3 separate regions of the Mus musculus genome follow, and regions 2 and 3 are each linked to region 1. The links are chromatin contacts, called in public Hi-C maps. All regions are on one chromosome and are shown on one strand. Each heading gives the region's core, a stretch centred on a gene start, on an enhancer-like site or on the middle of the called end of the contact. The rest is flanking DNA. Distances are from core to core; before and after follow the strand shown. Region 1 holds the start of E2f3 (E2F transcription factor 3). Region 2 holds the start of Tdp2 (tyrosyl-DNA phosphodiesterase 2). Region 3 holds the start of BC005537 (cDNA sequence BC005537).

Region 1 (2,838 bases), core at 83-2,582:
CTCAGTGAGTCTCGAATTTCCCAACTGGCTTCACTGGCTGACCATCAAGCCCCAATGAGTTTTCAGGTCTCATTCTCCCAGTTCTGGGATTAGTGATACACGCGGTCATGCCTAGCTTTTTAAATGTGAGTATTGGGGATCAAATATAGGTCCCCTCACTTATGTAAGTAACTGATCCATTTCTCCAGCCCCACAATGCTCATTTTAAAGATCCGTGAGTATTTACTTTAATATAGAAACCAGTTCGACGATTTCATTTTCCTTGACATTTTCTGATTTCCATATATACATATATATGCATACATTTTTCTCCTCTTTTAAAACATATCGGGTTAGGTTTGCGTTGTAGTGTTTGCTGTTTGCTTAAGAATTTCCTGGCGTATGAGGCTGTAAAGAGCTGAGTGCAGGCAGCTTTCACTGGAAGTCCCACGTCACCATAAAAGCCTGTACTACTTTGGATTACTGCATGGCGGATTAAAAACCCGCGGATCAGTTCTAGGTTAGCCCTGATTAACTCCCCTGGGTGTTTCTGGGCCAGAGAGGGTGCTTGTTAGACTCAAACCTATACTTGTAGTCAGAGTTCACTGAACAAAGAGTTAATTTTTACTTAAATCGAAATCGGGCTAATCATGAAGCTGCCAGGAATGATCTGGAATATGAACTAAAGTGTGCCTGCAGTCGCGTCAGCTGAACCTTCTACCCCCACGGTTCTGTCTGCCCACATGCTTCTGTCTATCAGCCTTGGCCTCCGGATCCGCTCTCACGTCATTGGTTGGATTTCAGGAAGGAAGAAACCCAGGATTTAAAGGGCTCAGTTTTCCACCTGCCAGGCCGGGTCCAACTTGCCTTTGACACATATTTAGGGGAATTTCTACCAGTTCTTCATTTACTACACTGCTTGGTTACAGGAAACAAAGTCCCTGAGGGTGTCACCTTGACAATTTCCAAAACCGAAACTTGCGCTCAAGACTAGATCCACACTGAGTCTGCGAGGCAGAGTCCCTGCCCAGGTCATCAGAGCCAGCCCCGCGGGTAGGAGCGAGGGAGGGGCCTGGAATGGGCGTGGCTTTCCGTGGGAGAGTAGGACTTTGCCCCACCTCCTAAGAAGCCTGCTCTGCTTCCAGCCAGTCAGGTTGCTCTATGCAAATAGAGCCCGGGTCACCCCGGTAACCATGGTGTATGGCAGCCAATGGAAAACAGCCAGTGGCGACCTCGCTCCAGGATTGGTACCGAAGTAAGGCGACAGGGATCCAATGGACTGTGGGAACAGTCCTCGGCGGGTTGAGGGGCGGAGATATGCAAATATGGTTTGAAAAGCCGGCGGGAAATCTGAGTTTCGCGGGAGGACCTTGGCGCGTAAACCGTATCCCTTCATTCATTGTCAGCAGCAGCTTCCTGGAGCCATTTTTCAGCTGCCGGCCGCAGCACCCGGGCTGCCGCCACCGCCTCGCAATCCGTTGCATCGGCTGCCCCCGACGCCTCCATCCCTCCTCGGGGCCTGATATCCGTGCGGCCGGGACCCTCCTCTCTCCAGACCCCCGATTATTTTTGGCCCCCGGGGCCTGTGCGGTGCGGAAAAATAAAAAGAAAAGAGAGAGAGAGGGTTCGGAAGCGCCGGGAGGGGAGGCGAGAAGGAGAGACTTGGAAACTCCGGCTGCAAATAATAAAAGAAATTGAAAGCAATACGTTAATATATCGTAACACTAAAAAAGAGCAGGAGCGAGAGATGAGAAAGGGGATCCAGCCCGCCCTGGAGCAGTACCTGGTGACCGCCGGGGGTGGGGAGGGGGCGGCTGTCGTCGCCGCCGCCGCTGCAGCCTCCATGGACAAAAGGGCACTGCTAGCCAGCCCCGGCTTCGCCGCCGCCGCCGCCCCGGGCACGTACATCCAGATCCTCACTACGAACCCTTCCACCACGTCCTGTGCCACCTCCCTCCAAAGTGGCGCCCTGACCGCCGGCCCCCTTCTCCCCAGTGTCCCCGGCACGGAGCCGGCCGCCAGCAGCCTCTACACCACGCCACAAGGACCCTCCAGCAGAGTCGGGCTGCTGCAGCAGCCACCAGCACCAGGACGCGGCGGCGGCGGTGGCCCACCGGTAATACCCTCCTCAGCGTCCCTAGCCCAGGTGGGAGGCGGGCTCCCGGGAGCGGTGGCGGCGGGAGCGCGAGGCTGAGCATCGTGGGCCTCGTTGCTGTCCCTTCCAGCGTGTGCTTATTGTTAGACTCGGGGTGCTTTCCTGCGGACGTTGGGAGGACGTGGGGGCCTGGGCAGGCACGCGGGGCAGTGGGGAGTCCCTCTTTGAGAACCACATCCAACACTCCAAAACTTTTCGCGCCCCCCCCCCCTCCACTTCTTTTCCTGCACTTTTCCCTACCCCCACTCTCCCCTCCCTTGCAACTCGAAGCTTCCTCTTTCTCGGGCGTAGGAAGGGGTCACGCCCCGGATGGAGAAGGGGGTGGGGGAGGGAGTAGTGCACTGGAGAGTGGGGGACCCCAGAGGATGTAAACTGGGGGACCCGAGGCGTGCAAGCCTCCTCTCCTGTCTCTGCTGCCCCTGGGCGACTGGGGGTCCCGCAGGCGTGCTCCGAGCGCAGGGGCGCCAGTGCCTGGCACCTTTGGGGACCTAGCTCCAGGCAACAAAGGGGATCTGGGAGGTGGACGGGTATCGCGGTGGGGGAGGTGGAGCTGAGAGCCCCGGTGGGCCAGGGCTCGCGCTGTCTGCGACAAGGGGCCGGCGGGCGGGTGCTCCGGCCTGGGCGCATCTCCGCGGTGGCAGCGGCGGCGCCCGCGTGGCCGGAGCGCTGGGGCCTTGCTCTCCGGGCCCCGGGCCTGCCCTTGA
Region 2 (2,949 bases), core at 189-2,688, 5.2 Mb after region 1:
TGAGGCAAGATTGCTAGGAGCTCAATGCCGGCCTGAACTACACACAAACTTGTGCCAAACTAATCAAACTTGAAACAAACCTGTCTCAAAAGAAAAACTATCGTTCTTTGGCAAGAGGAGAGCAGATAAACTATGCAGAAACAAGGAGACTTACAGGTTACCATTCTTCAGGAGAAAATCTCTACCTCTGTTTTTTTTCTAATCTTCAGTTTACATATCACCAATATTTCAGGTCAGTAAGTGTATTTCAGTAGCCAGGGTTTCACAAACCTTTAATCCCAGTACTGGGCCAATGGAAGGCAAGCCTTGACCACAAAGGAGTTCCAAGTCAGCCTGGACATATATGGCTCAAATAAAAAGTTCGGGTAGGGAGTGCTGGAATCAGATGCAATGCTAGCAAAAGGGAGGCTGGAAGAGAGCTGGAGGTCAGGATTATTGCAAGCCTCTGTCTCGAAAAAGAACAAATAACGGTAACATTAAACAAAAATTCCATCCCAGTGTGGTGGTGGGCACTCTAAATCCAGCCCATTCGATTCTGAGGCAGGTAGATCTGTGTTTGAGGCCAACCTAGTCTACACACCAAGCTCAGGCCAGCCAGGGATAAAGGGTGAGGTTCTGCCTCAAAATACATAAAATAATCTTCAGGTTTAAGAAATAAGATAAAATAAAATAAAATAAATCACGTTGGAAGCCAGTTCTAGTATGTGCCTTCAACGTGCCAGCACTGAGAGGGCAGAAGCAAGCTGATCTGAGTTCGAGGCCAGCTTGGTTCAAATAACGACGAGTTCCAGGCCAGCCAAGCGCTACACAGTGAGACTCGTCCCAAAACAACAAAGACAAGTCCCGCTGGGAAGTGACCCTGCATCCTCGGAAGCATTCCCTGAGATTTCCAGCTCTGGGGCGCCGGCCGCCCTTTTCCAGGTCCCGGTCCTCGGACGCCCAAGCCCAGCAGGCGGTCCCTCCCCGCCCTCGGCGAGCAGCCCGCGACCCCCGTCGCTTACTAGGCCTCGGACTTGAAGGACGTGGGAGGCTGGCGCGGCCACCCTTGGTCGTTCTCTGGCAGCTCGAAGTAGGCGCTCAGGGCTTTCTGAAAAGCAAAGGCACAAGGCTGCAGGGCGCGCCCCGCCTCCCGGGGGAGAGCGGCGGAAGCGAGAGACGCGAACTGACCTGCGTCTGCCAGTCGTTCTCCCGCAGGACGCTGGGGACCATCGTGGGGTCGCATCCCCCCACCAACGCAAAGCCCAGGCACTGAAGCCGCCGCCTCTTCACCCGGTCCTCCTCCGCCTGTGCTGCTTCGGGCGCCGACGCCGCCCGCCCTGCCGGCCCTGCGGGCTCCGCCGCATCGGAACTGCTGCCAGACGCCATCGCCGCAGGGTCCCCTCAAAACACCCGCTCTTCACGCTGCTTCCCGCGCGACTGATCGCGAACGCCGGAACCTGCGCAGGCGCGCAGCGTGCAAGCGCGTCCGCGTCAACCTTCCGGCAAGAAGACCGCCCTCTCTGGTCCCCGTCCGCGGCCAGCGAGGCGCAGATGGGGAGGGGGAGGGGGAGGGGAGGGGAAGGAGGGGCCGAGGAGGCCTGAAGGTTGCGCGTGCGCGCTGGGGCGCTAAAGAGTGAAGGTAACCCGTGATCATCTAGGACCAGGGCGACCGGGGCGCGCGATCCTTTCTCCCGAGCACGACGCGACAGCGGCCGGGCTTGCAGACTTGACCTTCCACACCCTTGTCCTCTCACAAACGTCTCTTCCAGAGTTCATTCTCGCAGAGCCCAGACTCTTGCTTTGCGTCCACGATGAGCAGCATGACCCAGAACCTACGAGAAGTAATGAAGGTTATGTTCAAAGTTCCCGGTTTTGATAGAGTTTTGGAAAAGGTATATTTATTGTAGGCGAAGTATCTGGTGAAGGGGACGAACCTAGTAAAACACCTTAGTGGCCTCGCAAACGCAGGGGAAGTGCGTGGCGTGGATTCTCATCGAAACGTAAATAAGCATGTTTGGTTTTTTGTTTTTTGTTTTTTTTTTAACCAGCAAACTGTTGGAGTGTGTGGAGAAAAAATGTCAGCGTACCATTTAAGGGACGCTGGAGCCTGCAGGGCTAGTATATAGGAATTGTTTCTTAAGAGTCAAGGAGGTTTGAGGTACGGAAGTGAATGCGAGAACCACCTGTACGTGTGTTGTATTTCTTGCTTTTGAGACTAGGTCTTTGTAACTAGGTCTATGTAACTATGTAACGTTTGTTGGCTGAGAACCCTTGTAGTCCAGGCTGGCCTGGGAGTCTACAGAGTTAACCAGGACCAGTGCCTGCACCCTGCCATTCCACATGAACTAACGTAGACTACTGTTTTCCAGACTTTATAGACATTGTGTTCTATAGGAAGCAATCCTTAATAAATATCCGTAGCAGAAGTCCAGTGCGTGGTATTGTCAGAGTAGAAAGACACTTAACCTTAGAACTTGCTGCAGACTTTTTAATAAATGTTTTAATGCACGCATGTCTATTTTTCTGATTAAGAAAAAATACTTGGAAATTTAAAAAGAATTTGGGCATGAAATATAAATTTTGGTCAACAACAGGCATTTGAAATCTTTTTCCTGAACACGCCCCCTCTTAGAATTTTTTAACTATGTTCATAAAGTGTCAAAAAAATAGGAAATAACCCTTAGGTAAATATATTTAATGTTTTCCAATAGGAAATATTTCAAAACTAAGGACAGCATTTGACAGTGACTTTTAGAAAGATAATATTACCTAAAAAGAATTTTAATGATTTAAGAGGAAATTTTAATTCTTTAAAAACAACCAAAAACAACTTTATGAGGACTGGGATGTAGTTAATCCAAGCTTGCAGGTGGGAGCCCGTCATTGACAGGGTTGCAGGTGGGCACCTGTCGTTGACAGGGTTCCATAGCCACTTCTCCGTAAGCTTTCCTCACCCTCCTGGGTATTAGA
Region 3 (2,990 bases), core at 279-2,778, 5.2 Mb after region 1:
AAAAGTTGCTGTCCAGTCATGTTTGGACAATAATGTTTGGGGGTTAGATGGGGAAGGTGAAGGGGAAGGAAAGAAAGAGGAGAAAAAAACTTGGAACTAACTTTCTGGAAAACACATGTGGCTAAACTGCCAAAATAAAAGCCATTGAGGGGAAAATGAAAAACCGATCATCAGGATTTAGGTGCGCAGTAAAACACAGCTGACACCGGTCCAATCCTTGAAACCCATTCGCATAGTCCCTTTTCAGAAAAGGGATTAAGAAATTGAGAAAAGGGAGGGAAAATTGTGATGTTGCTTCCCAAATACAGGGAAAAAAAAAATACCCCCCCCAAAACAAAAAACCCAAAAACTGAAAACCACCAAAACAGGGTAGGTGAATGAAACTGAAATCCCCAGTTGGATTTTACCCAGCCAGATCCATGGCTGTAGTACCTGATTAATTCTTAGTTATTTCAGATTTCACTACTGCTATGAACTGTCAGTGCTTTGCTATTGATTACACTTGGTGGTGAGCAAAGAGAAAAGTGCAAAATCAGCAGAGAAAGAAGGGGAGAGGTACAGGGTTTCCCTGCAATCAACTACAGTGTATACCGGGGGTGGACAGCTGTTGCCCAAAGGAGTCATGAGAAAAAACAGCGGAGTCATTACCAACTTCCCCATCACCCACGTTTTCACCCTCAGGCGGCTGCGAACGCTGCTGCCAAGGAGAACCATGATGGCAGAGGGAAAGGGGGGTCTATTAAACGGTATTAATAGTTATTCCGGCTCTGTGATTAGCCCTGATTAATGCCCGGGATCCAAGCACCCTTAGCCCTGCGGTGGGTTCTACATTCCCCGGGGAGCCCTCCGTATAAATTTGACCCCGTTCAAGTTCGGGATGGTAGGGAGTTCGATTATCTTCGTGTGAGCATGGCTGAGGCTAAGGTGGCGGGTTCTCCCACGTCCCAGGCCGGGCCCGGGGATCACCTGCCTTCGACCCCCAGGTCCCACCCACAACCCCTGGCCTTCAGCGGCAGCGACTCACTCGCACCACGGGAGACACTGGATCACTCGGGTTCTCACTCATTTCAATGTGGAAACAATTCCCGCCCGGGTAGAGGAGGCGGGAAGAGAGTTAAGTAGGAAGGATCAGTTGGGAGGAGGGGAAAAGAAGAGAATAATCGTGTTAATAATAATTACTTCTTAAAAGGAAGCCCACCCTCCCACCCCAAAAAAAAGCAAGGAATGAAGTTCCCGGGTTCTAGATTCGCTTTTCCCGTTCAACAGCCCATGTTTCCCGAGTGGGGGCGGCTGGGTGGTTTCCCAAGGGGACAGAGAGGCCGGGATCTAGGCGGCAGGGCGGGGTCCCCGCGGAGAGGAGAGCGGGACTCGCAGGCCGACCGTCGGTGGGCCGTCTAGCCGCAGCCTGCGGGCGGAGCGGCGGCTGCGGAGGAGGAGGCGGCGGCGGCGGCGGGGGCGCTGCTCGTGGCGCGGGCGGGAGCCATGTCAAGAGAACACGACGGGCCGACGGAGCCCCTCCATGCCCGCTGCGCTGCGCTCTGTGGCCGGGCCACGCGCGCTGCTGCCGCCACTCAGCCCCCACCTGGGCCCCATAGTCGGGCTCGGCGCCCCGGGCGGCGACGGAGGGAAGGACGCGGCGCGGGGTTGGTAGGGGGAGGGGGGAGACGGCGAGGAAGAGGAAAGCGCGCGGGAGGGAAGAGGGAAGGAGGGGAGCCCTGCGCTACGGCCTGTCCGCGGAGTGAGCCCGGCAAAGTTGTCTCGGTTCGAGCGTCGGCTCCCGAGGCCTGCTTCGCCCAACAGTCCGGTTCAGGAAGATAGTCCAAGAGAGAGCCCCGACGGATGGGGGGAGAGAGCCGCAACGGAGGAGGAGGTCGAGCGTCCGCGGGGCCACAGCCTCGGTTCCCCCACCCCCCGCACCGGAGTGGCTTCAGAAGCAGCGGCTGCCGCTGGAACCTCCCGGGTCCGGGGCTGAGTCGCGTTTGAGGAAAAGAAACAAGAACAAACAACTTAAAATGGCAGCGACGGCTGCTGCGTCACCCGCCCCTCCGCGGCACCGCCCCGAGCGCTCTACGCCTGCGCGCGCCCCGGACGCTACCATCTGTGGCAAAAACTGAAGGGGGAGGCGGGAAAAGAAGCGTGAAGGTTTTCACAGTTATGGAGACAGAAAAACCGAAAAGCTAGTAATGTGTGACATATAAAAGTCGGTATAAATAGTGAGTAGCTTTGAAATTAGGCTTTCAGTAAGATACTTCTTTTCCTAGGGGTGTTTGAGAACACACATTTCCCCTATTTATCAATATGGAAAGTCCTAAGGCGTGGCAAGGGTCTCCCGCCACTCCCTCCGCCCCTCTGTCCCTCCGTCAGGCTGTCCAGGTCTCCCCCGCCCCGTCCTTTTACGTCATAAGAGCACGCCCCCTACGCCCTCCATGACGAAGCGGAGAGAGTAGCTCCACCCTGGGCTATGCTGGGGAGCGGTAGTTGGACTTAGGGGGTGGGGTAGGGTGGGGGTCCTGTTAAAGCAGCGGTTCTCAACCTGTGGGTCGCACCCCATACGGGAGAATCCAATGATCCTTTTATAGAGGTTGCCTAAGACCATCGGAAAACATTAACATTCATAACAGCAGCAACATTACAGTTAAGAAGTAGCAACAGAAATTTACGGTTGGGAGTCAGCACAATATGAGGAACAGTACTGAAGGATCTTAGCAATGGGGAGGTTGAGAATCACTGCTCCAGAGATGCTCAAAAGCCAAAGCCGGGGAAGTGGGCGGAAAAATGGGTGTTGGAAGGGCCAGAGTGAGGAAGAAACCCGGAAGACTGAAGGGTGGTTAGGGTCATTTTATTATTCCCTAGAAGTCGGCCAGTTGGCAACAACGGAGAAATCATTTCGAGTTAGCGGAATGAAGCTTGCTTGCACCCCAACGAGTATAGCCTCAGTCCATGCGCCTCTATCCTCACCCCTCTTCCTGCACCACCAAGGCGAACGGACC

What was found. A called contact is a pair of places that touch in the nucleus more often than the background predicts.
Region 2: a Hi-C map of muscle stem cells shows a contact between it and region 1, with 7 times the contacts expected there. The contact joins the promoter of Tdp2 here to the promoter of E2f3 in region 1. A contact is called at or near these places in 1 of 39 promoter capture datasets (cranial neural crest) and 1 of 484 Hi-C or Micro-C datasets (muscle stem cells).
Region 3: a contact with region 1 is called in a Hi-C map of B cells, with 5 read pairs. The contact joins the promoter of BC005537 here to the promoter of E2f3 in region 1. A contact is called at or near these places in 1 of 39 promoter capture datasets (cranial neural crest) and 1 of 484 Hi-C or Micro-C datasets (B cells).

The regions. Positions count from the first base shown.
Region 1 is chr13:29,984,557-29,987,394 of GRCm38.p6, reverse strand. It overlaps E2f3 (E2F transcription factor 3), which reads left to right and starts at 1,332. Exons shown (of 7, transcript NM_010093.3): 1 at 1,332-2,095. The coding sequence starts at 1,727.
Region 2 is chr13:24,830,148-24,833,096 of GRCm38.p6, reverse strand. Tdp2 (tyrosyl-DNA phosphodiesterase 2) reads right to left here and starts at 1,438. Exons shown (of 7, transcript NM_019551.2): 1 at 1,168-1,438; 2 at 1,002-1,087. The coding sequence starts at 1,365. It overlaps Acot13 (acyl-CoA thioesterase 13), which reads left to right and starts at 1,608. Exons shown (of 3, transcript NM_025790.2): 1 at 1,608-1,871. The coding sequence starts at 1,791.
Region 3 is chr13:24,800,195-24,803,184 of GRCm38.p6, reverse strand. BC005537 (cDNA sequence BC005537) reads right to left here and starts at 1,528. Exons shown (of 5, transcript NM_024473.3): 1 at 1-1,528.